Regions from separate parts of the Hordeum vulgare genome. Here all the other regions are linked to region 4. The links are chromatin contacts, called in public Hi-C maps. All regions are on one chromosome and are shown on one strand. The core of a region is the stretch at or near the end of the contact, and the rest is flanking DNA. Distances in the headings are between cores, read along the strand shown.

The links. Hi-C and Micro-C count contacts between places; a contact is called where the count stands out from the background.
Region 1: a contact with region 4 is called in a Hi-C map of leaf, with 7 times the contacts expected there. The contact joins the promoter of LOC123431222 here to the enhancer-like site in region 4. A contact is called at or near these places in 3 of 6 Hi-C or Micro-C datasets (leaf and seedling).
Region 2: a Hi-C map of seedling shows a contact between it and region 4, with 3 times the contacts expected there. The contact joins two enhancer-like sites. A contact is called at or near these places in 2 of 6 Hi-C or Micro-C datasets (leaf and seedling).
Region 3: a Hi-C map of seedling shows a contact between it and region 4, with 2.6 times the contacts expected there. The contact joins two enhancer-like sites. A contact is called at or near these places in 2 of 6 Hi-C or Micro-C datasets (leaf and seedling).

The regions. Positions count from the first base shown.
Region 1 is chr1H:282,626,122-282,633,635 of MorexV3_pseudomolecules_assembly, forward strand. It overlaps LOC123431222 (putative pentatricopeptide repeat-containing protein At1g13630), which reads right to left and starts at 1,445. Exons shown (of 5, transcript XR_006623067.1): 1 at 897-1,445; 2 at 1-482.
Region 2 is chr1H:284,160,250-284,167,761 of MorexV3_pseudomolecules_assembly, forward strand. No RefSeq gene overlaps it. Among protein-coding and RNA genes, the nearest start is that of LOC123431302, 440 kb to the right of the region's middle. Within about 2 kb of position 1,497, at least 3 of the 3 cell types and tissues checked have open chromatin away from gene starts, as enhancers often do. A contact at or near this core is called in leaf and seedling, where this site is marked.
Region 3 is chr1H:283,859,078-283,866,364 of MorexV3_pseudomolecules_assembly, forward strand. No RefSeq gene overlaps it. Among protein-coding and RNA genes, the nearest start is that of LOC123431291, 170 kb to the left of the region's middle. Within about 2 kb of position 4,109, at least 3 of the 3 cell types and tissues checked have open chromatin away from gene starts, as enhancers often do. A contact at or near this core is called in leaf and seedling, where this site is marked.
Region 4 is chr1H:283,245,279-283,252,959 of MorexV3_pseudomolecules_assembly, forward strand. LOC123431275 (protein ENHANCED DISEASE RESISTANCE 2-like) reads left to right here. Exons shown (of 22, transcript XM_045115098.1): 17 at 149-250; 18 at 332-382; 19 at 474-617; 20 at 703-798; 21 at 1,018-1,119; 22 at 1,231-1,626. The coding sequence ends at 1,326. Among protein-coding and RNA genes, the nearest start is that of LOC123431275, 12 kb to the left of the region's middle. Within about 2 kb of position 2,538, at least 3 of the 3 cell types and tissues checked have open chromatin away from gene starts, as enhancers often do. A contact at or near this core is called in leaf and seedling, where this site is marked.

The DNA.
Region 1 (7,514 bases), core at 195-2,694, 620 kb before region 4:
CCTGTTAGGGTTTAATCCATACTTCAGCATCAGACATAAAAAGGATTTTGCAGGCTGAATAAATCCCCAATTACACAATGCAGACATCAGAGTGTTAAAGGACATTCCCAATGGTCTAAATGTTCCCCCTTCCCTTGCCTCCTGAAGGAAAGATAAAGCCTCTCCAACTTTATTTTGCTTGCAGAGGCCATCTATGAGAATGCTATGTGAATATTCGCTGTAAGGGATACCATATGCCTCCATTTCATCAAAAAGCTCCAATGCCATGTCTGTCATCCGTAGACCATACAATAAACTATCATAGGTGGAAACTGATATTTGCATATTCAGGCTGTTCATTTTACTGAGAACGTAAAGAGCATCATGAATCATCTGAGTTCTTGCATAACTATTTGCTAGAGCATCCCATACAACACCGCTGGAATCATACTCTCTGAATTCACTCCACAAGATGTCACAGAGAGTGGCTGCAGACCCAGATCCTAGAGTAGAAAGGGAAATACAATGAAATGTGAGAATTGTGAGCTTCAACTGTTCTATGTTGCTGCATATGTCAAGGCAACAGGTACTAAAAATATTATGACCAATATTACAGCTGCCAATTATATTTATTTTGAGAATTAGCTGCCAATTATATTGACATAAAGGCATATAGAAAAATATATGTGTGTGCATGACGACAGTATAAATTTATTCACGAACAGAGGAAGTTTACACACTTGTGCCTTCACTACCATTTCAGTTTTTTCTTTGGTGTACATGATAAAATGATCATGGCCCTGGAATAACGCAAACTCCATTGCCATATCAATCCAAGTTCAAAGGATGAATAAGCGTGTTGTCATACTATCCAAAGAGAAAGTGCCAATTGTAATACAAATCCGTAGGGAGCTCACCTTGTTCGCTGACCATCTGTGCCAAGCCGCCCCGCATCTCCCGCCACCTCCTCTGTCGCAGCAGTTCATAGCAGAGCTTGATCCTTGCGGCAATCGAGGCCTTTCTCTCGAACTCCGCCTTGCCCTCCCCAAATCTAGGCGACCCTCCTACCCCGCCCACAAAATGAGGCGCTAGCAGTGGATCCCTAGCAACCACGGCATCCTCCTCGGAATCCGTGGCCGCCACCACGGCTGCCGCGGAAGGACATGAGGATATGGGCCTAGGGAGAAGTGCGGGAGGAAGCGAAGGACGGCGCCAGAGCTGAGGCAGGAGGAGGCGGAGGGGAATGGGCGGTCGGAAGCGCATCCGAAGGGGCAGGGTTTCATGGCGGGGGCGCGCGCCGCGGGCTACTGTGTGGAGGGCGTCGAGCTCGGGCGTTGAGCTTCCGTGTGCCTCCCCGGGGCTGCCGCAGCGGCGCACGACATGGGAGGAGGGAAAAGGATCGCCGGCGGCGGCTGCGTGTGGTCGGGGTTTAAGCGAAAGGCTTTACCCTTTCCACTGAGGAGGAGAGAGCCAGTGGGAAGCAGGCTGAGCTTAGGGCCCGTTCGTGCTGGCTTTTCCGGACCGGAGGAAACCGACCGTTCGGTAGGGTTTTTTCTTTGGCTGGGCTATCAGCCCATACAGCACAGATGCAGGCCGTTCGGGTGGAAAAAAACTGCCCAGCTCGAGTGCGCAAAGGGCCGAGGGAGCTCCTATACGCCGCACTTTGCGGCGACTAGCGGCGGTTTCGCACAGAGCAAACTCTCTTGGGACGGCTCATTTGCTGTAGGGATGGAAAATCGCAAAAAGAAAAATGAGCGAGCAACAGGAGTCAAACACAGGACCTCAAGGTTGGAGTGCGCTTTGGTTAACGATCTCGACTGACTACCAGAGCTGAAAGGTTACATGCGTGAATGTTAACGAACATAACAACAGCTGTAAAATTTAACAACACGAATCATAATCTATTGCAGATTCAAACTTTTCTTAAAATTTAAACATGAATTTCTGAAACATGAATATTATTTGAGAACAATCAATATTTTTATGGGGAAAAGGAAAAAATAAAATAGAAGAACATTTCTTGAAATTACAAACAGTTTTGTGAAAATGCAATGAAATAGGAGAACAATTCTAAAAACACGTGAATAAATTTAGAAGCGCAAACCACTTTTTAAATCACAAACATTTTTTGAATCTTGAGAACAAAATTTTCAAAAACTCTGAACAAATTTGAAAGCACGAACATTTTTTGAATTTTGAGAAGAAATTTTAAAACCAAGAACAATTTTCAAAAAACACGAACAAATTTGAAAGCTAGAACAATTGTTTAAAGCATGAACATTTTTTAATCTTGACAAAAAAATTGAAAATGAGAACGATTTTGAAAAAATACGAACAAATTTGAAAGCGCGAACAAATTATTAAAGCACGAATTTTTTTTAGTTTTGAGAACGAATTCTGAAACCGGAACATTTTTACAAATTCCGGAACATTTTTACAAATATGGGAAGATTTATTTTGAAAAATCCAAAACATTTGGATAAATATTCCAGAACAATTTTTCAAATTTCGAAACATTTTCCTAAATTATGGAACTTTTTTTAAATTCCGAAACATTTTTTTAAATTCAGAACATTCTTTTCAAATTATGGAACATTTTCCAGTTTCTGGAACAATTCTTCAAATTCTAGAACATTTCTTCAATTTCCGAAACAATTTTGAAATTACGGAATATTTTTTTAAATTCCGAAATATTTTTTGGAAATCCAAAACATTTTTAAAACAGAAACAGAAAAAAAACAAAAAAGAAGAAAAAAAAGGTTCAAGGAATCTTCTAGAAAGTTTCCAAAACCGAAAAAACTGGGTGGAAACCTTTAGAAGTTTCCCAAAACTGGGATCGGTGAAAGTGCTAACGGGCCGGCCAAACCCCGTCGCTAGCTCGCAGCTCCTGTGCGTTTGCCCGCCTATTTTAGGGTTTTCCAAGGGCCGAGGTCGCGGTAGGATGAGCTGGGCATCGTCGGCGCAAAAAAAACTAAGACGCAAAGCCGCACACAAAAAAGAAAAAAATAGAGACGCGAGGCAAGTAGGAGCATTTACACCCACGGATTGCAAATTCGATACTTTAAATACCCGCGTCCGCGGACACTGACCGGTTACGCCTCAAATCTGTCCATTCACATTCAACTCTCTCATATTTCATTCCCTAAGACCTTATACAATGCTAGGTGCTTAGGGAGGTGCTTAGAAAAATAAACCGGTTTTTTTCTGAAGCATGAGTGCCTATTTCTACACAAGAGACGCCTAACTAAGCGTCTACCCTCTACAAATAACCACCGGTGCTTAAGAAAAGCCTGGTTTGTTTCTCTAAACACCTCCCATAAGCACCTTGCATTGTACAAGGCATATCATACTCTTCATCGTCGTCGAAGATGGCCTCTTGCTCATCATGAGCCGCGTGCGCCGGAGCCTCGGCCATCCGCGATGCCTCTGCCACAGCCCGTGCCGCCTCCATCTGCTACCGACGAAGACGCCTAGCCTGTGCAGTCGACTACATGTGATGGAGTTGAGGATGGGATGATGCTTCGCCCGCAGATCCATGTCCTCCCTCTTGCGTGCGCCTCCTCCTCGCGCACATCCAACGATGGTGCCTCCTCTGCCGACTCCTGTTGGTCCTCCCCCACACCCAGCGGCGGCTCCTCCTTCGCCAGATCTTGCTCCTCCTCCTCTTCATCCTCCACCTCCTTCTGCTCTTCCTCCACCTCATCCTCGTCCTCGAAATCATCCTCTCGATCCAGTGGTAGCCCTACGGCCCTCCGGATCCGGACGTGCTCAAGGAGCCAGAGACGGTGTCGGATCGTGTAGTGGCGGCCGTATGGGGGCATGGCTGACGGGCTCGGGTGGCGGCGTAGGGAGGGAGGAGGTGGATGTGCTAGGGTTGGGGGCGCCGACCGGCTTAAATAGCCGGTTATGGCCTCAGGTGGGGAGTCGGAGCGGCGCCACACACCGTCAAACCGTGGGGTATATCCCTGACATTAGCCCCCACGTTAGTTTGAATTTATTCATGGTAAGCTCCTAAATAAAAATAATAAATATGTTAAGGGACCGGCTTGCTCCTTGGCCAGCTTATTTCAATGAAGTAGGTCCTTGCAAGTCCTGGTTTCTTATAGTTGTATTCACAATCATCTTGCTCGTCAATGTCCTTTGCAATGAAATATTGGAAATAAAACACCCATATGTTGTTGAGTCAGCCTCCAATGCTAGCTTGACGAAAATATTGGAGACAAGAAAACCATATGAAGTTGAATAGGCTTCCATTGCTTCGGTTTTGATGGAAATATTGGGAATAAAAATCCATCCGTTGTTGAACCACTTCCAACTTGTGAAGCCGGGTTACTTGTATAGACTCTGTCGGGTCATGATCTTTGATAATGTTGGGTCATGATTGTTGGTGACGCGAGGTCAAACAAATGCTTCAGCTCCACTTTAAAATTGATCGCTTGAGGATGTTCTTCCTCTCTCTTTTTATCTCCACATTACCTATAGCCCCCAAACTCTGAGTTTATTAGTTCCTGATGACTTGGCGCTTTGGTAGAAAATATCTTGGATGTGTAACCCCCAAGTGTCGGGTTGTCTTGCGTGCAGCAGTGTGGGACTTGAAATTGTCTTGTACTTTTATAAAGCTTCAGCTGGTGTAGCCCCCAAGGACCGAGTTGTTTTGCCTGCAACAACCTGGAACTTTGAACTTTGTAGGTAGATATCTTTTCGAAGAAATCCAGGTTGTCATCTGAGTCATCAGTTATAAACTGAATTAATTGATTTTCACATGTGTAGCCCCCAAGGGCCGACTCATCACTATGTGAGGGGTCGGGTCTTCAATTTGGACCTCATAACTTGTTAAACAGTTGAATACTATAGCCCCCAAGTGTTGGGTCGCATGCCTGCAGTGACTTAGGACTTTAGAAAATTTGATATGAGCAGTGTAGCCACCAAGTGTCGGGTTGTCTGCCTGCAGCGACTCGGGACTTACATGTACTTCTCCTTTTGAAAATGAAAACATCATATGATGTAGCCCCATGCTTCGGGTCAAGGATTTCTATGATTTTACTCGAGCGTCAAAAAATTCTAATTTTTTTACACAGTTTTGTTATGCAAATTCTATGCGCTTACTAATTGTTCAGATTCTTTAGAGTCACATAAGTATGGTTTTAATGCAGATCTTCACGGACTAGTCTGTTTTTGACAGATTTTGTTTTGTGTTCATAGTTTACTTGTTTTAGTGTTTTCATAACTTATATTAAGTGATATAAATTATGGGAATGATATAGTACAGTAGGTATTATGTGAGAACAATTATGAATATTGTCTTGGCAGTACCTAAGTGAATGATCTATATTTGTCATACTAACCCATCTCACGAAGTTTCGTTAAGTTTTGTATCACTGAAGTTTTCAAGTTTTGGGTGAGATACCAACATGAGGAGAATAAGGAGTAGCAAGAACCTAAGATTTGGGATGCCCAAGGCACCCCCAAGATAATATACAAGGAAGACTCAAGCGTCTAAGCTTGATGATGCGCTGAAAGGCATCCCCTCTTTAATCTCCAACATTATTGGTATATCTTACTTTGAGCTATATTTTTATTCATCACATGATATATGTTTTGCTTGGAGTGTCCTTTTATTTTGTTGTTCTCTGTTAAATGTTATTTATAATCTTGTTTTTCAATAAAACTTTCCAAGAATTGCCTTTAGAATGCTTGAATTGCATGTGTGATGTGTGCTATATAAAAGCAGAAAGTTATGTTGTAGTATTTGAATTATCATAGTTTACTGAAATGTGGAAAGTTTCTGAAATTTTTACATATTACTTCCACACAAATTATTTATTATGTTCTAAATTTTCAGAATTTTTTGAGATACATAAGTGCACGTTTTAAATAGCTTGCTACAGACTGCCATGTTTAGATATATTGATGCCCTAGTTTTGTTATCTACTTATCCTATAGTTTTCATAGCCTAAATTGATATATATAAATTATGGAAATTATAGTATGCAGTACCTAATGTTTGAAAATTATTATGCAACTTGTCTTGGCAGCACATAAAGAGTTGATTTACTTTTATGTGTACTAACCTATCTCACGAGTTCTTTTCAAGTTTTGTGTGGATGAAGTTTTTGAGACTTAGATGAAACCATGATATGAGAGGAATTAAGAAGACACAAAATATCAAGCTTGGGGATGCCCAAGGCACCCCAAGTAAATATTTCAAGAATTCTCAAGCATCTAAGCTTGGTGATGCTACGCATTCCACCTTTCTTCATCAACAACTATCGGTTAGCCTATGTTGAGCCTAAATTTTTATTTGTCCACATGATATGTGTTATTCTTGGAGTGTAATTTGTTTTATTTGCTGTTTGAAATAAAATATCAAATCTAAAAATATTTATTGAGAGAGAGTGCTCACATAGCTACTTAATTGTTTGACTACTCTTTTGAGAGTAGTTTGATTGAATTATATTATTTTGAAGAAATCTTCTCTTGCTTCAATTATATTATTTTGAGAGTTGAAAATTTTAAAGAAACTTGTGCTCTCGTTCTTCACTTATATTTGTTTGAGAGCTTGTTATTTGCAATGTCAATTTGCTTTAAATGAAATTAGTCCCAAAGTGATAGATATCCACGGGAGATATAATAAAAACTTCCATGAAGACAATTGGATGTTAAACTTGATTCTTTGCAATAGTTTTGCGATATGGAGATGATAATTGTCACGCCCAAGATGCGACCCTATCCTCAATTTGGCACGAGGGCCTCGTCAGGGATAGAAGCGCATCTCGTCGTGTCGCAAGAATGGATATCGTTACAAGTACATGTACTGAAAATAAGAGATATATAGAATTGGTTTACACTCGCCGCAAGCTACATCAGAGTCACATCAGTACATTGCATAATCATCAAGAGTAAGAGCAGGGTCCGACTACGGACGAAAACAAACGACAAAAGAAGAACGACGTCCATCCTTGCTATCCCAGGCTGTCGGCCTGGAACCCATCCTAGATCGATGAAGCAGCAGAAGAAGAAGCAACTCCAAATGAACAATCAACGCGCTCGCGTCAAGTAACCTTTACCTGTACCTGCAACTGGTGTTGTAGTAATCTGTGAGCCACAGGGGACTCAGCAATCTCATTTCCAAAGGTATCAAGACTAGCAAAGCTTAATGGGTGAGGCATGGTTAAGTGGTGAGGTTGCAGCAGCGGCTAAGCATATATTTGGTGGCTAAACTTACGAGTACCATAAATAAGAGGGGGGTGAACTACGCATACCGGTCGTGAACTACTGATGATCAAATGAATGATCCTGAACACCTACCTACGTCAGACATAACCCCATCGTGTCCTCGATTGGAGAAGGAACTCACGAAAGAGACAGTCACGGTTACGCACACAGTTGGCAAGTTTTAATTAAGTTAACTTCGAGTTATCTAGAACCAGTGTTAAACAAAGTTTCCACGTTGCCACATAACCGTGGGCATGGCTTTCCGAAAGATTTAACCCTGCAGGGGTGCTCCAACTAGTCCATCACAAATTACCACAAGC
Region 2 (7,512 bases), core at 247-2,746, 910 kb after region 4:
CGTTTTTAAAAAATGTTCTTGTTTTTCGAAATTTGTTCTCAAAATTCGAAAAATGTTCATATGTTCAAAAATTGTTCACATTTATGAATTTGTTCAAGGTTTTTCAAAACTGTTCTCATTTTCAAAATTTGTTCTCAATATTAAAAAAAATATTGTTTTTTAAAAAACATATTCACGCTTCCAAATTTGTTCTCCTGTTCAAAATTTTGTTTTGAAAATTCAAAAAATATTCGTGCTTTAAAATTTGTTCACGGTCCCAATTTTGTTCTGGTTTTTCAAAATTGTTGTTAGTTTAAATTTTTGTTCTCAAGAGTCAAAAAATGTTTGTCTTTTAAAAAATTGTTCGCCTTCAAATTTGTTCCCTATTTAAAAATAGTTTATGTTTTCAAAAAATAATTTAAAAAATTCAATGTTTGTACGTTTTGATAAAAAAGGTGAAAACCGAAGGAATAACGACCCAAAAAAGAAAAAAAAAGTAGAAAAGAAAAAAATACGCTCGTTGTGCACCTACTGGGCTGACCCAGTCGGGGTCGCCGGGTGCGAAGCCCCGACTGGTTGCTGCAGTGAGCGGCGACTAGGAGCTCAGATGTCCCTGTCTTCTCGAAGAAGGAGACGCGTATGTTTTCTTTAGCGATCTGGATGAGTGGGCCTGCCTTTTCTTCTTCTTAACGTTGGTTGATGGTTAAGTGGTGGTGGGCCATAATAGTGAGGCTGGGCAGGAATTCTCCTCTATTTTTTTAGATACTGTTTCCAAAAGATGAAATTTGTGATAAACTTAGATACTTGTGTGCTTCTCCTTTGCAATCTGGAGTACCCTAAATACATAACCGGGATAAGGATGACACCCATGGCCTACAAGGAGTTTGGATCAGGGACAACAAAGTAACTCTTGACTTTACGAATTTATATTAATATAATATAATACATGTATTTTTAAATGTTGATTACAAGTTCTAAATTGATAGCCACCATTTAAAAAAAATCTATTTTGGTTTAAATATGTTGGCGTGGGTAGATCATGGTTCTCATCTTGCTAATTAGGCATTTTACATCACAAATTTTTCTCTCGACCCTATCGGTTACACCACACTCACGAGCATAGTTTAGTTTGTTGTACGAAATTTTTTTTAGCTTATCTCCTATGTGATCGTCCCTTCTCTCGTTTGCTGCAACCAACACTTGGTCGAATACGCCTCATGACCTCATCTCACTTTTTCTTTTGATACAATCTTCATTAAATTTTTATACAAATATATCATCATTTTTAAAAAAAATTAAAGGACTTATGGTTAAATTTCGTTTCGGGCCCCAAAATCCCAGGACGGGACCTGTGTCTACCTTATTGTTTTCTTTTTCTTATAAAGTGTATACCTTCTCATGCCTTACAACCATTCTTGGCTCCCAAGCTCCCGTTAGCCATGGATGGATGTGCATGCGTGGATGGGTCCTACGATTTTTTTGGCATGGCTAGCTATAGCTACGTGCCTGGACCACTCGATCGGTTGATCGCCATGGATGCGTGCGTAGCAATCAAAGGTGAGGCATGCGTGCATGGGACAGGCAAGTGAAGACAAAACGTATTGCTTGCCAAATTGGCGAAGATCACATGTAGCAGATCAATGTCTTATAAAATTAAAACCTAGAGCAACTTTAATGGGACGATCCAAAGTGATTTTGTTCGTTTTTTTTATCCGTTTGGATCGGCCAACCGACCAGCGTCCGTCCTGTTTTAGATATGGATTGACAGCGCGTCCAACGCGCGCGACCCATATGTGCCGACGTGACTGCCCTATTTTGCATGAATTTGCATAATTTGAATCAAAAAAACATAATTTAGACCGAATAAAATAGCATAGTTATTACAAGCCGAATAAAAATAAATATGTCTCACATAGTTCTTACATAGTTTTGCAAACGAATAAAAGAAGGTAAATCTATTGGTTGCCAACATGAGTCCACATATGCTCAACCAAGTCATTTTGCAGTTGCCACGTGAGTTTCCCAATCACGCATGTCTTGATGAAATTGAATGAACTGTTCAAACGTTGTCGCTCCTTCATGCTCAGCACAACATTCTCACCCTGAAACTGATCGTACATACGTTCCGGGCGCTCGTCTTCTACGATCATATTATGCATGATCACACACGCAGTCATCACCTCCCACAGTTTCTGCGTGCTCCAGGTATTAGCAAGATATCGAACGATGCCCCATCGAGATTGCAAAACACCAAAGGCACGCTCGACATCCTTCCTAGCACTCTCTTGCTCTTGGACAAATCTTTTCCTCTTCTCTCTGACAGGGTTGGGTATTGTCTTCACAATAGTGGCCCACTGAGGATAGATACCGTCATCCAGGTAGTATCCTTTGTCGTACTTGTGGTTGTTGACTGTAAAGTTCACCGGTGGGCTGTTGCCTTCGACAAACCTAGCAAACACCGGCGAACGCTGAAGCACGTTGATATCATTGTGTGATCCGGCCATGCCAAAGAAAGAGTGCCAGATCCAGAGATCTTCAGACGCCACGGCCTTTAATATGACAGTGCAAGCCCTGACATGGCCCTTATACTGCCCTTGACAAGCAAAAGGGTAGTTCTTTCACTCCCAGTGCATGCAGTCTATGCTACCAAGCATCCCTGGGATGCCCCTGCTGGCATTCATCGCCAACAAATGGGATGTATCTTCAGCAGTCGGCTCTCTCAAGTACTCAGGACCAAACACAACAATAACAGCCTTGCAGAACTTATACAGGGACTCTAGGCAAGTAGACTCGCTCATACGGACGTACTCGTCAATGAGATCACCGGGCACTCCGTATGCAAGCATTCGGATGGCGGCAGTGCATTTCTGATAAGAGGAAAAATCTATCTTGCCAACAACATCCTCTTTGCACTCGAAATAGTCATCATAGCCGACCACCCCCTCTCTAATACAGTTGAAAAGATGCCTACTCATACGGAAACGGTGGCGGAATTTTTGATGTTTGAACAATGGGTTTGTTGTATCAAAGTAGTCCTTACAAAGAAGGAAATGCCCGCTCTCTCGGTTGCGATTCAACGCCGGAAGGTGGCCCAGAATGGAGCCACGGAACAACGGCCGCTGGCTGTTGAGGTGATGATGGACAACACGGCAGCCAGTATCTCCTCCTCGTCATCGGACGATGAATCGTCGGAGTCGCAAAGGAAATTGTGAAAAAAGAACTCGTCGGCGGGGTCCATTTTGTACCTTGGCAAACTGTCGAACAGCTTGCGGGCGTCGACGAAGGAGACGGCCGACGAAGGGAGTCGCGGCGCGCACAAACCAGCTAGCTGCCCTGCCGGCGTCCGAAGAGCGTGCCGGTGAGGATCTGGCCGGGCGGCGAAGCGGCTTCTTGGTCGGAGCGGGCTGCGTGGTGGGGGCGTGGGGGTGGGAAGCAGTCGGCTCCCAGGCGGCAAGACGGCGGCGGCGAGCGACGTGGGAGTGGGCAGCGTTGCTAGGCGGATGTGGAGGCACCGAAGCTGGCAGAGTTGCCGGCAAAAATGGGTAGCGGCGTCGGCGACGAAGGAGGCGGGTGAGGGTTGGATGGGGGAAGGCCAATGTGCCATCGACCAGCGGGCCCGGGGGAGGAGAAGGCAAGCGTGCGCGCGTCCGTCATGTGTCTACGCCGATGCAAATCCGGCTCAAAAATCTGCCTTTTGTGTCCGCGCAGACCCAAACGGACGACGGCAGACGAAATGGGTCGCCCCATTGGAGTTGCTCTTATATTCCAGGACTCGACTGAGTGCAACATGCCCTACCCACCCCCTCCCCTCGCGCGCATAACCCTCACTCGGACTGGGACGAACCCCTAGTTGCCGGGGGTTATCCTTCCTTCTCTTCCTCCCTCCGTCGTCGTTGGAAGAAGACACCGGCCTACAACCCAAGGGTCGACGGCGATGGCGGGGGCCTCCCTTTCTTGTGCGCCATGGCGGTGGTGTGGAGCCCCATGACATGAGGAGGCACGGACGATCTGACCTTGGCGGCTCGTCAGGTGTCACTGCCTTGGGCGGCAACGAGGGCTACGTCTGGCGGTGGTGCGACGCTCTGCCACGGTCGACGATGGCTATGGGCGCAGAGGTCGGCCTTACCTCAGACAGCGACGGTGACGATTGGATCTGCGATGCCGAGTCATCTGACCTCGGATTATCGACGGAAGCATGGAGAGCCTAGTGGACGGGTCGACGCCATGCGTGGTCCGGCCTCTGGTCAGATTTGATCTAGCCGATGTGCCATGTACGCTGCGCAGCTCAGATCGATGGTGACCCTCGCACACTATGCTAGATGGTGGTTCGTCGAGCGGATCCGGGTGAAAATCTCGTTCTCAGCTTATTGCCGAGACCGGCAATGACGACACTTATTTGTGTCATCCCCTTCTTGAAGGCATCGTGCAGAAGCTCCAAACCTCTATCCGCTGCCCCCAGGGGAAATCCTAGATCAGTCAATCGGATGATGGCGGCGCTCTTGTGTCATTACCCCCATGGGGGTCGTCATTCCTGGATGTGTGCATAGGCTCGACGGATCGATGGATGCCTTCTACGATGGAGTGGCGATTCCGGTCAAACATCGGCAACGTGGATTCTCGACGACGTGGTGCTGCAGGTTCTCGACGACGGATGTGTGATGAGGGACGCACGTAGGGTGATAGCGTTTTCTAGCACAGTGGTGGCACCGACAGCAAGCATGGCAAGGTGGATGCATCAGTACTTGCTCTAAAGATGGATCGGTGAAAGACGATGGTGACGGTCCTTGCATTGTGCGCATGCAGTGCTCGTTGAGAGTGTGCTAGATGGCGCGTAACCCAGATCTAGCAAATCGACTTGGTTGGGGCCTCCGGCTTTAAATGTTGTGTTGGCTCACACAATTTGATCCCTTCATCAACTTGATAGAAGTAGTGATAGTTGTCGGCAAGATGATAGCTTCAGACATATTAATATATTACTTGATAAGGTCTTATCAAATAACTAATAAAATGCATGTATTCATTGTCCTGATGCAGAGACCGAGGATCAATCTTCTTTTCTAAAGAAAAATAACTCTTATATTCCAAGAAGAAAACCTATCTTTATAAGGATAGGGCTAGGGAGAGCATCTCCTTCATCTTCGGTTTACTGGTCCATTTATGCACGTATTTTTAGATTGTCAAAATTAACTAATACTCTCTTCATCCTAAAATTCTTGTCTTAGGTTTGTCTAAAAATGAATATATTAAAATACTAAAACGTGACTAGATACATTTATATTTAAACAAATCTAAGACAAGAATTTTGAGACTGAGGGAGTATAACATTTTACGGATGGTGGTCTGTTTTTCTAACCATCAGGGTGCCACACTTGTAAATGATGCTTCTATCCTCTTTTTTTTGCCATCAAATGATGCTTCTATCCTTTTTTTTGCCATCAAATGATGCTTCTATCCAATCTTAATGAAAACGACATGCAACATAGTTTAGCGGTTCTTGAAAAAAAAAAGCGCACAAATGTACAGGGGACATTGCTAGGGAAAATAATTTTGGATTCAAGGAAATACCACGTCACATTCACTGTTAGGGATACCATGCAATATGCATGGTGACGGTAGGGGTCCAACAAGTATCATATGTCATGCCTGGACCATGCATGCGTTAAGCGCATTGACGTTGAAGGTGATCATCGTGTCCATATACTGATACAATGTACATACGCACAAGTGCACAACAATGTATGAACCTGCCAAGATCTCGGCATGACCGACAGATTTGTGGGGCTGCAGCGTACATTTTGGCCCTTGTCTTGCTATACCTCGTTCTGGAAGGATGCCTGGTCACACGATAGCCACGCGGTACACGATGCCTGGTCACTGATCTCTGAGCTTGTTACCCTAGCAAACCTCATTGACCAGATCGCCCTCTCCTCCGGCACACCAGATTTCATCACTTGGAAGCTCTGTCAAAGATATGCCGAATGTGACATTAATGAAATCTCATTAACTAGTTCGGTCTCTTTTGTACGTGGCCATCAGCCTATTCCTCTGTCAACTGCTTCCTCCATTCCTAAATATAAATCCTTTTAGAGTTTTCATTAAAAAATTACATGCCGATATATATAGACATACATTAAAGTATAGATTCACTTATTTTGTCCGTATGTAAGTTTTTAATGAAATCTCTAAAAGTTTTATATTTAAAAACGGGGAGTAAATCTTTTGATATGGTTCTGTCAATAAGTCTCGGTAGCTCTTCTGTTATTTTAAAAAATAATACTCCCTATGATTTTAAAATAACTGACGTGGTATTACTTTATATTCCCTTCGTCCCAAAATTCTTGTCTTAGATGTGTCTATAAATGAATGTATCTAAATACTATGACATGACTAGATACATTCATATCTAGACAAATCTAAGACAAGAATTTTGGGACGGAGAGAGTATTTACTAAAACCACGTAAGTTATTTTTGAACAGAGGTAATATAATTGTTGTAAGAGCATCTACAGTGATCTTGCAAATTCGGCCCCTCAAACGTCACGGACGTGTCCGAGCGCGTCCACGGACACTAACCGATCACGCCTTAAATTTTCCTCTCTACATCTAACTCTTTCATATTCCATCCCTCATATCCATACAAAAGAATGTAAAATATATGCTACATACTAACTAGTGTACTAAGCTTCTTCGTCATCGAAGATGGCCTGATTCGCCTGAGCCACAGCCTGTGCAACCCCTGCTTCCTCCATCCGACGCCTGGCCCCTATAGCCGACTCCGAGCGGATGGAGTTGAGGATTGCCAGTTGCTCCGGTGAGAGATCAACGACCGTCGACGCCTCTTCCTCTGGCTCCTCCTCCGGCGCCTCCTCCTCCGGCGCCTGTGGCTCCGCCTCGGGATTCTCCTCCATCTCCCCCTCCTCGAAATCCACCTCCGATTCCAGCGGTAGCCGTGCTTCCGTTCGGATTCGGACCCGCTGAAGGAGGAAGAGACGGTGCTGAATCATGTAATGTCGCCGGCGTGGTGGCATGGCTCACGGGCTCGGAAAGGGAAGTGCTCGGGTGGCGGAGGAGAGAGGGAGGAGGCGGATGTGCTAGGGTTGGGGGCATCAGCCATATTAAATAGCCAACCCCAACCTCGAAGCGACACCACGCGGTCGCGCCGACGGTTAAGACGCCCGTCGGACTGTCGTGTTTCCCGACGAGTCCGCATGGCACCAAGCCGTCAGGCCGAAATGGCAGGCGTGCCCAGGCGCGCCCGGGCTCCCCCGTATCCGCCCCATATTTAGGTTGGAAATGGGAGGTGCCGATCACTCCGGACATTTGAGGTCGGTTTGAGAGATCCGTCTGAATCGAATTTTATGATCTGACGACATGTCTAGACGTTTGAGAATGATTTAAAAGGTCCGGTTCTAGATGTTCTAACTTACAAGTAATATATTACTGCATTGTTGCTTATAGAATTAAGTCTATAAGCATGTTGAGAACCAACGTGTGTGTAGAAGGTTTCGAGGGTGGTGTATCCCATTTGTTTCA
Region 3 (7,287 bases), core at 2,859-5,358, 620 kb after region 4:
CGGCAGGCTTCATCGTGTCGTACCGATCTAGCTACGAGGTGTCACGAAGTAGTGGAGGGAAAGAGGGATGCACAAAGGCTTGAGTTGCAAAACCCCTATAACCCTCCACTATATATAGGAGGAACGAAGGGGTGGGTGGCTTGCCTCCTACTCCAAGGAGGAGCCTTCGACCGAGGCAAGGAGGGAGGAGTCCTTCTCCAATTCGGTTTGGTGGAGGACTCCTTCCTATCTTGTTCACCTCCATCCTCTTTTTTTCCTTCTTTATTATTGCCTTGGCCGAAATAGACTTATTGTGCTGGCCTCACCAGCCCACTAAGGGTTGGTGCGCCACCCATGGGCCTATTTGCTTCACTCCCGGGTGGGTAGCCCCTCCTGGTAAAATCCTAGAACCCATTCGTTACTCCCGGTACTTTACCGGTAATGCCCGAAATATTTCCAGAAGCCAAATGCAACAATCCTATATATCAATCTTCGTTTCGGGACCATTCCGGAGACACTCGTGACTTCTGGGGTCTCATCCGAGACTCTGAACAACATTTCTTTACCAAAATCAATAATTCAACTATACTGAAAACGTCACCGAACCTTAAGTGTGCAGACCCCGCGGGTTCGAGAACTATGTAGACATGACCGAGACAATGTCCGGTCAATATCCAATAGCGGGACCTGGACGTCCATATTGGATCCTACGTATTCTACGAAGATCTTATCGGTTGAACCTCTATGTCAAGGATTCACACAATCCCTTACATCATTCTCTTTGTCCTTCGGTATGTTACTTTCCCGAGATTTGATTGTCGGTATCACCATACCTATTTCAATCTCGTTACATGCAAGTCTCTTTACTCGTTCCATAATACAAAATCCCGTGGCTAACTCTTTAGTCACATTGCTTGCAAGGCTTGTTTGTGATGTTGTATTACCGAGTGGGCCCCGAGATATCTCTCCGTCACACGGAGTGACAAATCCCAGTCTTGATCCATGCTAACTCAATGGACACCTTCGGAGATGCCTATAGTATACCTTTATAGTCACCCAGTAACGTTGCGACGTTTGATACACACAAGGCATTCCTCCGGTGTCAGTGAGTTACATGATCTCATGGTCCTACGAATGTATACTTGAGATGTAAAAAACAATAGCAACAAAATGACACGATCATATGCTACGTTTATAGTTCGGGTCTTTGCCCATCATATCATTCTCCTAATGATGTGATCCTGTCATCAAGTGAAAACACTTGTCTATGGCTAGGAAACCTTAACCATCCTTGACCAATAGGCTAGTCAACTAGAGGCTCACTAGGGACATAGTTTTGTCTATATATCCACGCATGCATTTATGATTCCATTCAATACAATTATAGCGTGGATAATAAATGATTATCTTGAAACTGGAAATATAATAATAATTATTTTATTATTGCCTCTAGGGCATATTCTCAACAAAGACAGGTCGGCCGCCGGCCGTAGCCTTGCCGACAAACCAGCGACGGGTCAGACCCGAGCGGCTAGAGGCGTATTGAGCGCCTGGATGTGGCATCGAGGGATCGACCGGACCTGGTGGATCGATACCCGACCAGTCCATGGCAAGCGCAGCCCACCGGCGATCGGATTCGCCATATCCTGCCGGCAGGATGCGCAAAAATTTGCGAAGTCCCACCGCCGCTGGAGATCCACTAAAAGGCCTCCCACACCGAGATGAAGGAGGCACCCCGTCGATGGATTTGCTGCTCGAGAGCTAGGGTGACCGGGAGAAAATGGGGTCGCCGGCCTAGGGTTTGTGTGCTTGTAGGTATCCCATAGGGGGAAGGGGATAAGAAGGAGAGACTGTAACGCTGACGAGCGGGCCAGGGGAACAAGCACGCACGTGAGGCGTGTGTCCACGGCGACGCAAATGACACCCAAATTTGCGCCAGAATGTGTCGCGAGCGGACAAAAAATGGACGCGCGTCCGTTTGGGTCGGCGTGTTGGGCTGATTTTTCTGTCCGCAGCGACCCAAAAAAACGCACGCGGACGAAATGAGTCGACGCGTTGGAGTCACAATTACATCCCTTGGTTCATGTGTGTTTTCCCTTTTTACCTTTCTTTTTGACAACGTAGGGTTACAGTTCTCCTTTTTCCGTTTCGCATGGTTACTGTTTTCCAAATACCGTGTATCGCTTATAGCGATTTGTAAGATACCGCTCGCTAAGAGTATCTATAGTGAAACCCATTAAATACTCCTCAAACCTTCGGACACGTCACCCCGTCACTCATCGGTCGTGAAAAAGCGATCAAGATGGACCACTCAAATTGGCCTCAAACGTCCGGACTGATCGACACCCCTCATTTTTAGTAAAAATATGGCATGAATATGGTGGAGCCCGGGCACGCCCGCCTGCCGCACTGGCCCGCGTTGGCACGCATCTACCCCACATATATTCGTCCCCATTCGCTCGCCGGACCAAACCCTAGCCACTTCACTCCACTCCCCTCCACTCCCATCCGCCACCTAAGCTCACCTCCGGCATGACTAGCAGCGGATCTGAGTCCTCCACCTTCAGATCCGTTGACCACGAGCTCATCCCACACGGCCATGAGGATGGTCGTCCAGATGTGCTCCACCGCACCCACGACGCGGTCGCACGACGACAACGCTCAGACTCGCAACGCCGGGAATCCATTGCATCCGCACAACCGGTGGTTGGATCCGGCGTTGCTACCTCAACAGAGGCGGTGTGGTCCGTGTGGCGTCCGAACGCCGTGGTGGAAGCGCAACCCCTCCGTTGGGGCGCCGAGCACAAAGCATGGCCGACCTCAGACGATGTCATGGCGCGGCGTACCCGTCGGGCGAGGCAGCAGGCACGGGATGCGGCGTAAGCCCTCGCGGCGGTGGATGTTGGAGAGGCGGAGTCACACTCTCCGGGGCTTTGTAGGGTGTACCAGTGCGGTCGACGCAATCGCGTCGTGGTGGATGTCGGCTCCTCCCAGGAAGGATCCGTCATTGACCTCATGTCGACTAGCACCGTCCGTGTTACGGGGTCCGACGAGGAAGAGTAAGGCATGGGAGACGGCGGGAGCTCGACTACCATAAGCCGGCTAGTGTCCCATGTCCTACTCTACCTCGTCGGCGATCGAACCGACACTATGAGGGGGCGCAGCCAGATGCCGGATATGGGCACGACAGAGCTGGAGGAGCTTCGCTTAGTAATAGGTTTACGTTGCATGTAGTAATATGAATTTGAGGTTTCTAATTTGAGATATTCGCATGCAGAATGCATTATTTGAGGCTTGACTGGTCACTGTCCGCGGACGCGCCCGGATGTGTTAACGGAGGTTTGAAGGGTTGGATTTGTAAGATCCGGCTGTAGATGCTCTAACAACAATCCATATAGGACAACCAATTAACTAATGTTGAGCTTCATTTATAGAGCTAGCGGTTTACAAAAGGATCCTAGAACCTAATTCAGATCTTTTTAAATTCATGGAAAAATTCAATTCACGAAAAATGATATCATGAACTTTCTTTTACTTAGGAACATTTTCAGAATTTACATATTACACCTTTTGTATTAAAAAATATTTTTGAATACATGGTCATTCTTACAAATTTGGTTTCATGATTATTTTTTTAAATTCGCAATTATATTTGTAAATCATAAAATTATTCGAATTTGCCACATATTCATATTTCTGAACATATTTATGAATTCATAATTGTTTTGAATTTGTAAACAGTTTTTTATTGCAATTTTTTTTAACTCACGACCATTTGTGAACTCATGAACAGTTTTTAAACTTGTGAACATTTTTTGAATTTGTGTTAATTTATGCTATTTTTGAAATTTGTGAACATCTTTTTTACTCAAAGCATTTCTTAAATAAATGGAAATAAATCAATAAAAACAAAATGGAAAAGTAGGAAATATGCAGTCGAACAAGCACCCGTACTTCTTCGCAAACAAAAAAAAAGAACAAGCACCCGTACATGAGCGGAGCTAGAGAGCGTTGTCGCGTGCACCCTGTATCTAGTCACTAATTGCATCTGGTTAGCGATCACTCCGTCCGGGATCGCAACACGCCATATATGGGACCGAATAGCTCATGGGTACCCACTGCAGCCCCCAAAACCCAGCATCGCGAGGGGGCGGTGCGAGACGCACGAGCAACTGCCGCATGGTGAGCCAATCAATAATGCTATACCTATAAAAACTTAAATAGATTTACTTAACATTTTAAATTAATTCTTTTCCCCTCCTTGATTTTCAGTTGGGCTGGGGGTCCTCATCTCCCAATTACCAATCATAATTCTACACATTAGTTTATACGTAAAATCTTTAAGTAAGCCTTTGTAGATGTAGCATTACTCGTGAGCCCAGCCACGACCACATGCCACAGCGCTGACGCATCCATGAGAGCATGATTTCTTTCCTTTTTCTGCATGCATTTTGGATATATTTCTTTATTGATTTTTGTTTGATTTATTCTTGTTTTATTTGGAATAATGATAAGTTTTTCTCATGTGAAACACACCGTGTGAAAAAGCACACTTATGTTTCATAATGAAACATAGGTCCTGTTTTTTTAGAAGTCCTAGGACTTTTTTTAGTCTTAACTAAAAAGTCCCTAGTCCCTATTCGTTTGTTTCGAGAGACTAAACAGGGACTAGTGGTCATTAAATGACATGTAAAAAGATCGTGTTATCCCTAGTAATATACTAGAAGTTATTAAATAACATGCTAAAAGTAGGGGCACTGTTGAAAAGAGTGATAAAAAAGTCTCAAAAGACCCTTCCATAGGGATTTTTTTTCTTTCGTCCCAAATACCCCTTTTAGTCTTAAAAGTCCCTTCTGTTTGTTTCACATGGGACTAGAAGGGATCTTTTAATCCCTACAACAAAAAATTCATGTAAAGAAACACCCTTGATAGTTGTTCCTCGATAGTTGTTCTTCTGAAAAGTGAAAATCATAGTTGTGTGACCTAGAAAATAATAATCAAACAAGTGCTTCTATGTGAATTACAATTATGCTTGCCAAAAAGTGAAAAGCACATTTGTTCATCGTGCGAAGTACATTAGTGATTTCGTGTGAAACAAATGCACTTCTAAAAAAGTGGAGTAGGTTGTGCTTCTTGGTCCTTTTTATTGATTTTTTGTTTTTCTAAGATTATTTTTGTGTTTTAAACTTTGTTTTGTACAAACTTATTAATATGGGACCTAGTTTCAAAGATTATGTTGCAAGAAATGCAAGGATGAAAACAGACCCTAATTTCAACACATGATACGTCCATTTTACATCTTGTTTTTCTATTGTTATTTATAATTATTTATAATATTTTTAATTAATATTTCAATGATGTAATTTTTATATATTTTCTCTCTTAATTTGCAAGTTACACCTGAAGAAGAAAACTATCGGCAACTCGAATTTTTGACCTAAAGTTTTCACTAAGTAGAGATACCAGTTGTGCATTCAAAATCCTTAACCCAGTTTCTTCTCATGATAGTTCATCATATCTGCCTATGGATGTAATAAGATCCTTCAAGTAAGTTGTCGCTGGTACAAAAACAATAAAAAATGCGCCTAAGTATGTATAATGTTTTATTGTAAGGGGGAAATAATCTTTGTACGAACTTGTGATGATAAGTAATAAAAACGACATACTGGATAATAAATGTTGTTATCATAAGGGGCAATATATTTACATTTGTTTGCATTAAGAGCTTGCACATCGAAAATCAGAAAACGCATGACAATCTCTACTTTCCTTTATGCGAAGGGCTTATATTGTAATGTTTAGTCTTTATTTTCTATGTTTATGCTACACTTAATAGTATCTATTCTTATTTCGATCTTATTTATTCTCTACTTGGCAAACATCATGTGGTGGGGAAAAGATCCATGCATATACATCCAGTTGGATATAAATGATCATCAGTTATTATTGTTGGTATTTATCCCTGAGATAATAAGTTGGGAGGTCAATTATTAAACCCTATCTTCCTCTCTCTCTCTCTCGCTGAAATGGTTAGTTCTAAAGATATGCTTTGATGCTAGCTGTGATGCCTCGCTAGTCGAGCTACAGTAAATCACACACTAATGATGTCAGGTCATCATCATTATGCCCTAAGAAAAACAATTAAGAAATAGTTAAACCTCAAACTGAAATTCAAAGTAAAGTCAAAATATTTTTCCCTCAAAGGGTAAAACAAAAATGTTCTCTAGGTTGCAAATATTCACTAAGGAATTATCATGTAGAAACAAACATCATTTGACTTACAGATAAATTCTCGGAAAATAATAAATGGTTCAACAACAATTATTTTTGCCTTTTCAAAATAAATAAATGTTTAAGCTTTTTAAAAATAAACTGAAAACTTGTGGGTAGTCCCTAAACATTGTGCTTGAATTATGTGCTAGATTCCATTTATAAAAAAATATCATTTCGTACTAAACTAAAATTCAAAACAGTGGCAAAATTAGAAAACAGAAAATTAAAAGTAAAAAGAAAAACAAAAGCCCCCCGGCCTAACTCAGGCTCGGCCCACTAGGCCAACCGACCCATAAACCGAGGGGGTGTATAACCCCCTCCCAAAACCATAACTAACGAGCCACCCCCACTTCTCCCACCTCACCCCGGTTCCCGCACCGCCGTGGCGGCGGCTCGCCCCCCTCGGCCCGATGCTCCGGCGGCCCGCCGGCCACCATCGACTACCTTGTGGCCGTCTCGCCACGCCATCCTCTCCGGCGGCTCCTCTCTCACCCCTACCCCCGTGACCCGAGCCTCTAATGCCCCTCCGACCGTCGGTTGACGCTGGCCATCACCGGAACGCTGCCGTCGCGCCCCTTGCCGGCCACCTCGCCTCTTCCCCGAACCGCTCTATCGAGCCTCGCCGACCCGCACACGTGTAGCCGCTAGTGCGCCTATGGCCTCCTTCCTTTCCCCTTCGCTCCATCCCGCCCGCTGCGCTGCTGCCTTGGCCGTCGCAGCCCCCGCTGCGCTAGGCTGGCCCCGCTCGCCGATGCCGTCGCGCTCGTCAGCCTCCGGGCGTTGCCGCGACCCACGCCGCTCGTCGCTCCCGACAGCGCCAGCCTTCGCCCCGTCCCCCACTGCGCCCCTGTGCGGGCCCCAGCCCAGCTGCGCCATGCGTCCTTGCGCGCGCTCGCACGCCCCTGTCCATGTCCGGCCGCAGCCACCAGCCCGGTGTTGTTGCTGCTTTGTGTTGCTGCTGGTGCGCACCGCCGCGTGCTGCTGTCGCATGCGCTCGGTTGCTCACGCACACTCGCGCGCCACTCGCGCGCCTCC
Region 4 (7,681 bases), core at 1,288-3,787:
CTAGGATACATGTGTTTGTTCCGCAGGAAATAAGGGATCCTGTATGTTATAATGATAGCCATGTTTACTTAATCTGGTCAGCATATTGATAGTCAGGGTACCTGTGCTTCACCATCCATAATGATGAAATTATCTGTAACTTTGACAGATTAAAGCAGAGAATACACTGATGCAAATGGTTGGTGCTGACTGGATAAAATCTGATAAGCGTGAGGATGATCTTGCTGGTCGTCCTGGCGGACTAGTCCAGGTATCTTCTTCTGAAATCAGTAATTTTGCCTTCAAACAAAAAGGAACAAAAAATTAAAGCTCGTAATGAATTTCATTGCAGAAATATGCAGCACAAGGAGGCAGCAAATTTTTCTTTATTGTAAATATACAGGTGAGATTTCTTTGGGTTTATGAATGTATCGAGGCTCCATAAGTGTGCACCTAAACCTGCCCTTTTACTTATAACCCTGGTCGGTATACAGGTTCCTGGTTCTACCACGTACAGCTTAGCTTTGTATTATATGATGGATACCCCATTGGAAAAGGTTCCTCTGCTTGAAAGATTTGTAAATGGAGATGATACGTTCAGAAACTCGAGGTTCAAACTCATCCCTTATATCTCAAAGGTACCTTTCTCTTACAAGTCTTGATTGGTGTTAATCAGAAAGCCGCGGTGGTTTATGATTGGAAATTCGGAATGTGTCAATTCAGGGATCTTGGATCGTGAAGCAGAGTGTGGGCAAGAAAGCTTGTTTGGTTGGTCAAGCACTAGAAATCAATTATTTCCGTGGAAGCAATTATTTGGAGGTAACATCTATGCATGCCATATTATCTACTCCCTCCGTTCCTAAATATAAGTCTTTTTAGTGGTTTCACTAGACATATTTTAGATTATAGATTTACTCATTTTGCTCCGTATGTAGTCCTCTAGTGAAATCTCTAAAAAGACTTAGTATTTTTAGGAACGGATGGAGTATACAAATGTGATATTCAGGTTCTCAACATTTTGAAATGCAACCTTTTCAGCTTGGAGTTGATATAGGCTCGTCAACGGTGGCACGAGGTGTGGTGAGCCTTGTGCTTGGGTACCTGAACAACCTGGTGATTGAGATGGCCTTCTTGGTACAGGTAATCAATCACTGTGGGATACCTTTACCAAATTGTTACATATTTTGTTGTTCTACTCAAGACCGAGAACGGGTCTATGAGCAAGCATGGTTTTTTCCTTGCCTGATGCAGGGCAACACGCAAGAAGAGCTCCCGGAGTTCCTCCTAGGCACCTGCCGACTGAATTATCTCGATGCCTCCAAAGCTGTATCACTAGACGAATGCTGACCTGACCTCTCAAGGTCAAGGAGGCCTCAGCTTGACCCCAGTTCTCTTTCGAAGCCTGAGTACAGCACAAGCAAAGCCGAAAGGGCCCTGTGTCCGCCCGCCCACAGAAAGTGCGGGGGGTTTGCCGCAGCAGTGTACATTCATTTCTCCTCCTCCATCAGATAGGAGGCGTTGCGGTGTATTGATTGATGATGGCATTCTACTACCATGATGCAAATCCTTCCTCCCATTCTTTGGCCGACAACTCGTCATTCATTCATCATGTAAAAATTGAGACAAAACAAAAGTGTATTCTAACCCTGACCTCGTGTCGTCCATTCGGAATCTAATCTGGGATCGGATCAGACATCGTCAGATCCAACACCACCAAAGCAACCCATTACTGGACGTTGACCCTTCACCCGAGGGTGATCACAATGCCATGATTCTATCCGAGGACCGTCCCTCCAGACAGACACCCGTCCCGTTTTGAAAGGGACTCGGCCCAAGCACAACACCGGCGACGCAGTGATTATTACCGGGAATTCCCCTATCATGGTTAGTTGGTCACTCGCTCACTCACTCGAGGACCACACGCCTCACTTTTCTGTTATCATCACTTGAGCCGGAAGGAAAAAGCATGTGTAGGTGGTGGAGCTGGCATCTCTTGCGTCCTGACCGGAGATTGGGAAAGGACAGGACAGCAGTGGGGCGTGAAAATGATGGTGTCTATCATAGCAACCAGTTCGCAGCAGGAGCAGCTACATCGTGACCAGGATTCAGGGATCACTGTGCCTGCCTATCTAGCTCGGCTTTTCCTTTTTCCTAACCGTGCTTGCAGGCCAAACGCTGCATCGCTGACGCTGCAGCTGTAGCAGCAGTGGACGTGACATGTGAACGTCCTCTTCCTTTTCGCCCACTTCGGGCCTGCGCTTTCCGGGCAGAGGATGATGCGTCGCTTGCTTGTTTGCCGATTCTGTGTCGCGCGCTCAAGAGAGAGATTAAAGTAGACGCGTGGACGCAACGCAAGTGTACGTACGCAAGCGCGCGGACACGGTTGTTCTTTTATTTCTCTTTGAGATTGAGATTATGGACAGGATTGTTAATGCCATTGACCTGTGCTGATCCCTATGGCGCATGGCGCGTCGCCGGCGGCGGTGGCGATCGGGTCGGGTCGGTCGGTCGGTCGCGCGAGGCACGGCTCCGTGCTGGGGGTCAGCTGGTCACGTGGACGCGGGAGCGAGCGCCCGCGTGCGAGAGAGGCGAGGCTGGACTGAATTCGACGCCTCTGGATCTGTTCGCCGTTGCACCGCCGCATTTGCATGTGGCTGGGCTTATGGCCACAGGCCCACAGTTTGCACGACACGCACTTTGTCGTATACCCCCTCTGTTCCAAAATGTAAGATTTTTTACATACGAAACAAAATAAATAAATGTATATTTTAAAATATGTTTATATATATTTTATAGTAAAATCTCTAAAGGTCTTATATTTAGAAACGAATGGAGTATAAAGAAAATGATTTTTTTTCTTACATATACTCCCTCCTTCCCAATTTTTTTGTCTTAAATTTGTTTAGATATGAATGTATCTAGTCAAGTTTTAGTATTTAGATATATTCATTTTTAGACAAAGCTAAAACAAGAATTTTGGGACAGAGGAAGTATATAATAAAGAGAAAAAAACTTTGCTTCGGTACACCTAAAGTTTATGAATTTCGATGTAGATTAAATGTGAACATTAAATTAAGTATAATAGTGAGCTTATAGCCTGTTTACATGGGACATGGTCTTTGTGAGTCCGAACTCAAATGAGCTTGGATAAATGGTATCTCTGAAAAAAAAACAAAAAACAAAATAATAAATAATTTTTAGTGCGCACATTGACAAAAGTTTTTAGTGCCCACGAGATTTTATCAAAAAATAACATTTGTAGAAGTCATAGCAAAAAAGAGATCCTCCAAAAGTGTTATTTTTTATAACATTTTGGAGAATTGTTTTTTTCTTGACTTCTACGAATGTCATTTTTTGAGGAAATTTTGCAAGCAGTGATATCTTTTGTCAATGTTTGGATGAAAACAAGTTTAGAATTTTTTGAAAAGATTTTTTTTATTTCCAATTTTACTGTTCATATCGAGCTATTTGAACTCCGAAGCAGAACATGACTTACATGGCACTTTTCCTATGTAAAGGAGAGAGATGTGAAAAAGTAAAAAAAAAGGACTCTTACGCAAAACTAAGCAAATCCAATTAATGTGAAAAAATAAAAAGAAGATGAAAAAAATACTAATGCAATAACCAACCTTATAGCAAAAATTGTTGCATGAGTTCATATAGATGATGGCTATAGATGACATGTAGTTTCATATAGCCATCAACATGCTATATTATTAACCATGCTCTTAGAAGCACCCTTCTAAATCAACCTATTTAATGCGTTTGATCTGCAGGCTAACATGATGATAGCTTTTTCAAGTGACTTAAAAATCATGCAAGCTTTTACATGATGATAGCTTTTTCAAGTGACTTTAGATATCTTGTTGTAGAAACACATAAATATCTTTGAATTTGTCATAAGATAAGGGCATCTCCAACGTGATCGTCCAGCCATTTGCAATCGTTTGAACCGCATGATCCACACGTGTTCTGCCATTCAACGCAATGATGCATCTGTTCCAAGGCCGGTCCGGACGTGTCTTTTTTCGCAAACCGGACACAAAGTGTGTGTGTGTGTGGGGGGGGGGGGGGGGTGGTACGGGCGTCCGGAATACTCCCACGTCCGCATTCGGCAGCTATGGTACATCCAAAACCGTCCTCCCTCGTTTGCGTGCGTTCCCGCTAGTGGTCAGCTGCCCGCATTCATGCCTCTATAGAGCGGCCGCTCTGCACTGACGCCACCCGAGAGCGGGCGCGACCTCTCACTACCGTACTGAAGCGGCATGCCGATCGAGAGAGCGCCGCCTGCTGCACGCCCGATTGAACACGCCTCCTCGCTGCATTCAAACATCTGCAGATTGGCCGCCTTCCTCCACTAAAATTACGCGTGTGCCGAGAAACCTACTCCGATCACACGTCCGTTCGCCAGCCATTCGACATTAAAAACAATGCCACTTGGCTCTGGGAATTCGCCTGCTATTTAAACAATGTCGTCGGACAAAAATTGCACCACGCCTTCGCTCTCCATCTCCTCCTTGCACCATTTTCTTCACACACTTCATGGCATCCGGGGAGCGGGAAAGGGAGTTTTTAGGCATAGAATCTAGCTGGGTGTCCCGTCGAGCCTGTTGGATACGAGACATGCAACTCTCTGCTCCTCATCCCTTGCCGCTCTAGGCTGTTAGTACCATGGGTGAGGCTCCAAGCCTGCTGTTAGGGCATATTTCTCCCTAAGTGGTTTTAGTGATTGATGACAATGCGTGTGCGGACTAATCGTGTGCATTGAGCACTTCAGATAATTCATGACTAGGCACAAGACGATTTGATGCCCTTCAGAGCCTTTCGAAGACGGTTGCTTTCTACGTTTCTCTTTGGTGGATTTGAGTCATAAAGCCGTACTATTAAGAGGGGGTCCACGTCGAAAAGGTTTGGGTGGAATAATCACGTAGACATTTCTATTTGCACCACTTTTCCCTGGCTACAAATAGAGCTCCAACCTTGCTTTCCTTGTATGTGCAAAAGGGCCAGCGGTAGTACCGCTGGCACAACGGTAGTATCGCCCTCGGGGCGGTAGTAGTTTTTTATTACCGCCCTGTGGGCGATATAACCGTTCTCGGGGTGGTAGTAGTTTTTTTATACCGCTCCGTCGGACTTTTTGCGCATCCTTTCGCCTCCATAATGGTAGGCATAGTAGTATTTTCTTACTACTGTGGTCGGTGAGCTCCCGGGCGATAGTACCGCTCTTAGCAGCGGTAGTACCGCTTGGCTAGTGCAGTTGGTGGGTGGGTAACGGTTGGATTGTACCCCCACTATATAAAAGGTGTCTTATTCCCTGAGAAGCTCACCTATTACCTCCCCAAGCTCAATTGTTGCTCCAAAGCTCATTCTTGCCCGATCTCTCTCCCTAGCCAATCAAACTTGTTGATTTCCTAGGGATTGCTTGAGAGGGCCTTGATCTACACTTACACCAAGAGATATTTGATTCCTCCACTAATCCCTTGCGGATCTTGTTACTCTTGGGTGTTTGAGAACCCTAGACGGTTGAGGTTACCTTGGAGCCACATTCCATTGTGGTGAAGCTTCGTGGTCTTGTTGGGAGCCTCCAAGCTTTGTGTGGAGATAGCCCCAACCTTGTTTGTAAAGGTCCGGTCGCCGCCTTCAAGGGCACCAATAGTGGAATCATGGCATCTCGCATTGTGTGAGGGCGTGAGGAGAATATGGTGGCCCTAGTGGCTTCTTGGGGAGCATTGTGCTTCCACACCGCTCCAACAAAGACGTACTTCTTGTCAAAGGGAAGGAACTTTGGTAACACATCCTCGTCTCCACCAGTTCCACTTGCGGTTATCTCTTATCTTTACTTTGTACTTATTATTGTTGTGGTGTATTGCTTGCTTGCACTTGTTGTCCTTGTTGTTAGCATCATATAGGTTGCTCACCTAGCTGTTCATATAGAGAACCTGTTGTTGCTAACCCTAATTTGTTAAGACAAGCTAAAAACTGGTAGTCGCCTATTCACCCCCCTCTAGTCAACCATATCGATCCTTTCAATTGGTATCAGAGCCACGTCTATTTATTAAGGGTTTCACCACCCGAAGAGTATGGTTGACGATGGTGAGGTTCGGCCCGAAGGGTCCAAGGCCGTGGAGTTGGTTTCGATCACACGGGACGACTTGAATGAGGCCACGGCTTCACTCAAGACGTCCATGACGACCGAAGTCAAATCCATGCTTAAAGAATTACTTGAGGGGATGAAGAATTCTCCCGACCCGTTGCTTGTGGTTAAACCCACCTCATCGGAGTCGGAGGCCAATTTCGACAAGGAAGCGGCTAAAGGTACTCGAACTTCTTCCTGTCTTGAGAAGAATGGGACGAGAACCTTTGCCTCAGTTCCTCCTCCCCCGGTCTATGGAGGACCGGTCCCTACACCGCATATTAATAACCTAGGTCCTCCTCCTAAACTTGTTAAAGGTGATTTCTCTAATTGGGTCTTTTCCATCAAGTCTCATTTGAATCACAGCTCAACAAATCTTTGGAGAATCATCGAACAAGGCTATTACCCTCATGATCCAAGGAACCTCACTCCAAGAGAAGAGGCGAACAACTAATACAATCATTCCGCGTTGTTCATCCTTCAATCCGCGGTTCCTCTAGAAGATCTACCTCACCTGTGCCCCTTCTCCCGTGTAATGGATTGTTGGGAGCACATCATGGTGCTGTACAAGGGGATCTCAAGCATTCAACGGTTTAACTTTGAAGTAGTTCTTGATCAGGCCGATGAGTTTGTGATGCTAGAAGATGAGGACCCCCATGATCTCTATCGAATGGTGACAACACTTGACGTTGCTCTCCAAGACCATGGGAGCAAAGATACAGATGACACTTGGATCAAGCGCAAGTTCCTCAAGGCCATCATGCCATTGAACAAAGCCATGTCTTCCGTCATTCGTCAAAGACCAGATTTCCACTCGACCTCAGGCGAAGTGTTGGATGAGTTCATTGCTATGGATATTATGAACAAGACCGCCGACAATGCTCTTGCTCGTGTCCGGTCGAAGACAACATCACCCAACCTTTCTTTGAGAACCAAGGCCATTGTTGATGAAGAAGAAGAGGAAGAAGATGGTTGCCCCGAAGACACAAAGTATGCTTATCACGAGCACATGGCTCTTGCTTCAATGCAGTTTTGGGGCAACAAGAGAAACTCAAGGCCAAACTTTTCCAATGACAACTCAAGTGGGTCCAAGAACAAACAACGAGTACGAACATGCTACAACTGCGACAATGTGAGTCACTTTGTGGCAGATTACCCTTATGAGAAGAGGGAAGGCAACAGGGGCAAGCTCATTCGCAAGGACAGAGCCAAGTCTTTCCCAAGCAAGAACACCTTGACCAAGAAGACTCCTCCAAGGGTCTTGGTGGCCCATGAGAAGTACACCTCCAATGATGACGAAGATGATACAGTCCGTGAGGGGATGACAACAGCTACCGTGGCCATTTCCACTTCCTCCCCAAGGTGTCTCTCTTCGACGCCACCAACGAGAACTGTATCGCCAAGTGCCTCATGGCCAAAGGTATCAATAAGGTAACCCCCATCATAAAGACCACTCTCACTACCTATCCTTCTTTGTTAGACTGTGTTGATAATAGTGAGGTAGCAGAGCTTGATGAGGATGAGTTTGACAAATTCCTGTGTAAGATCAAAGGTGAAACCAAGAAGCAC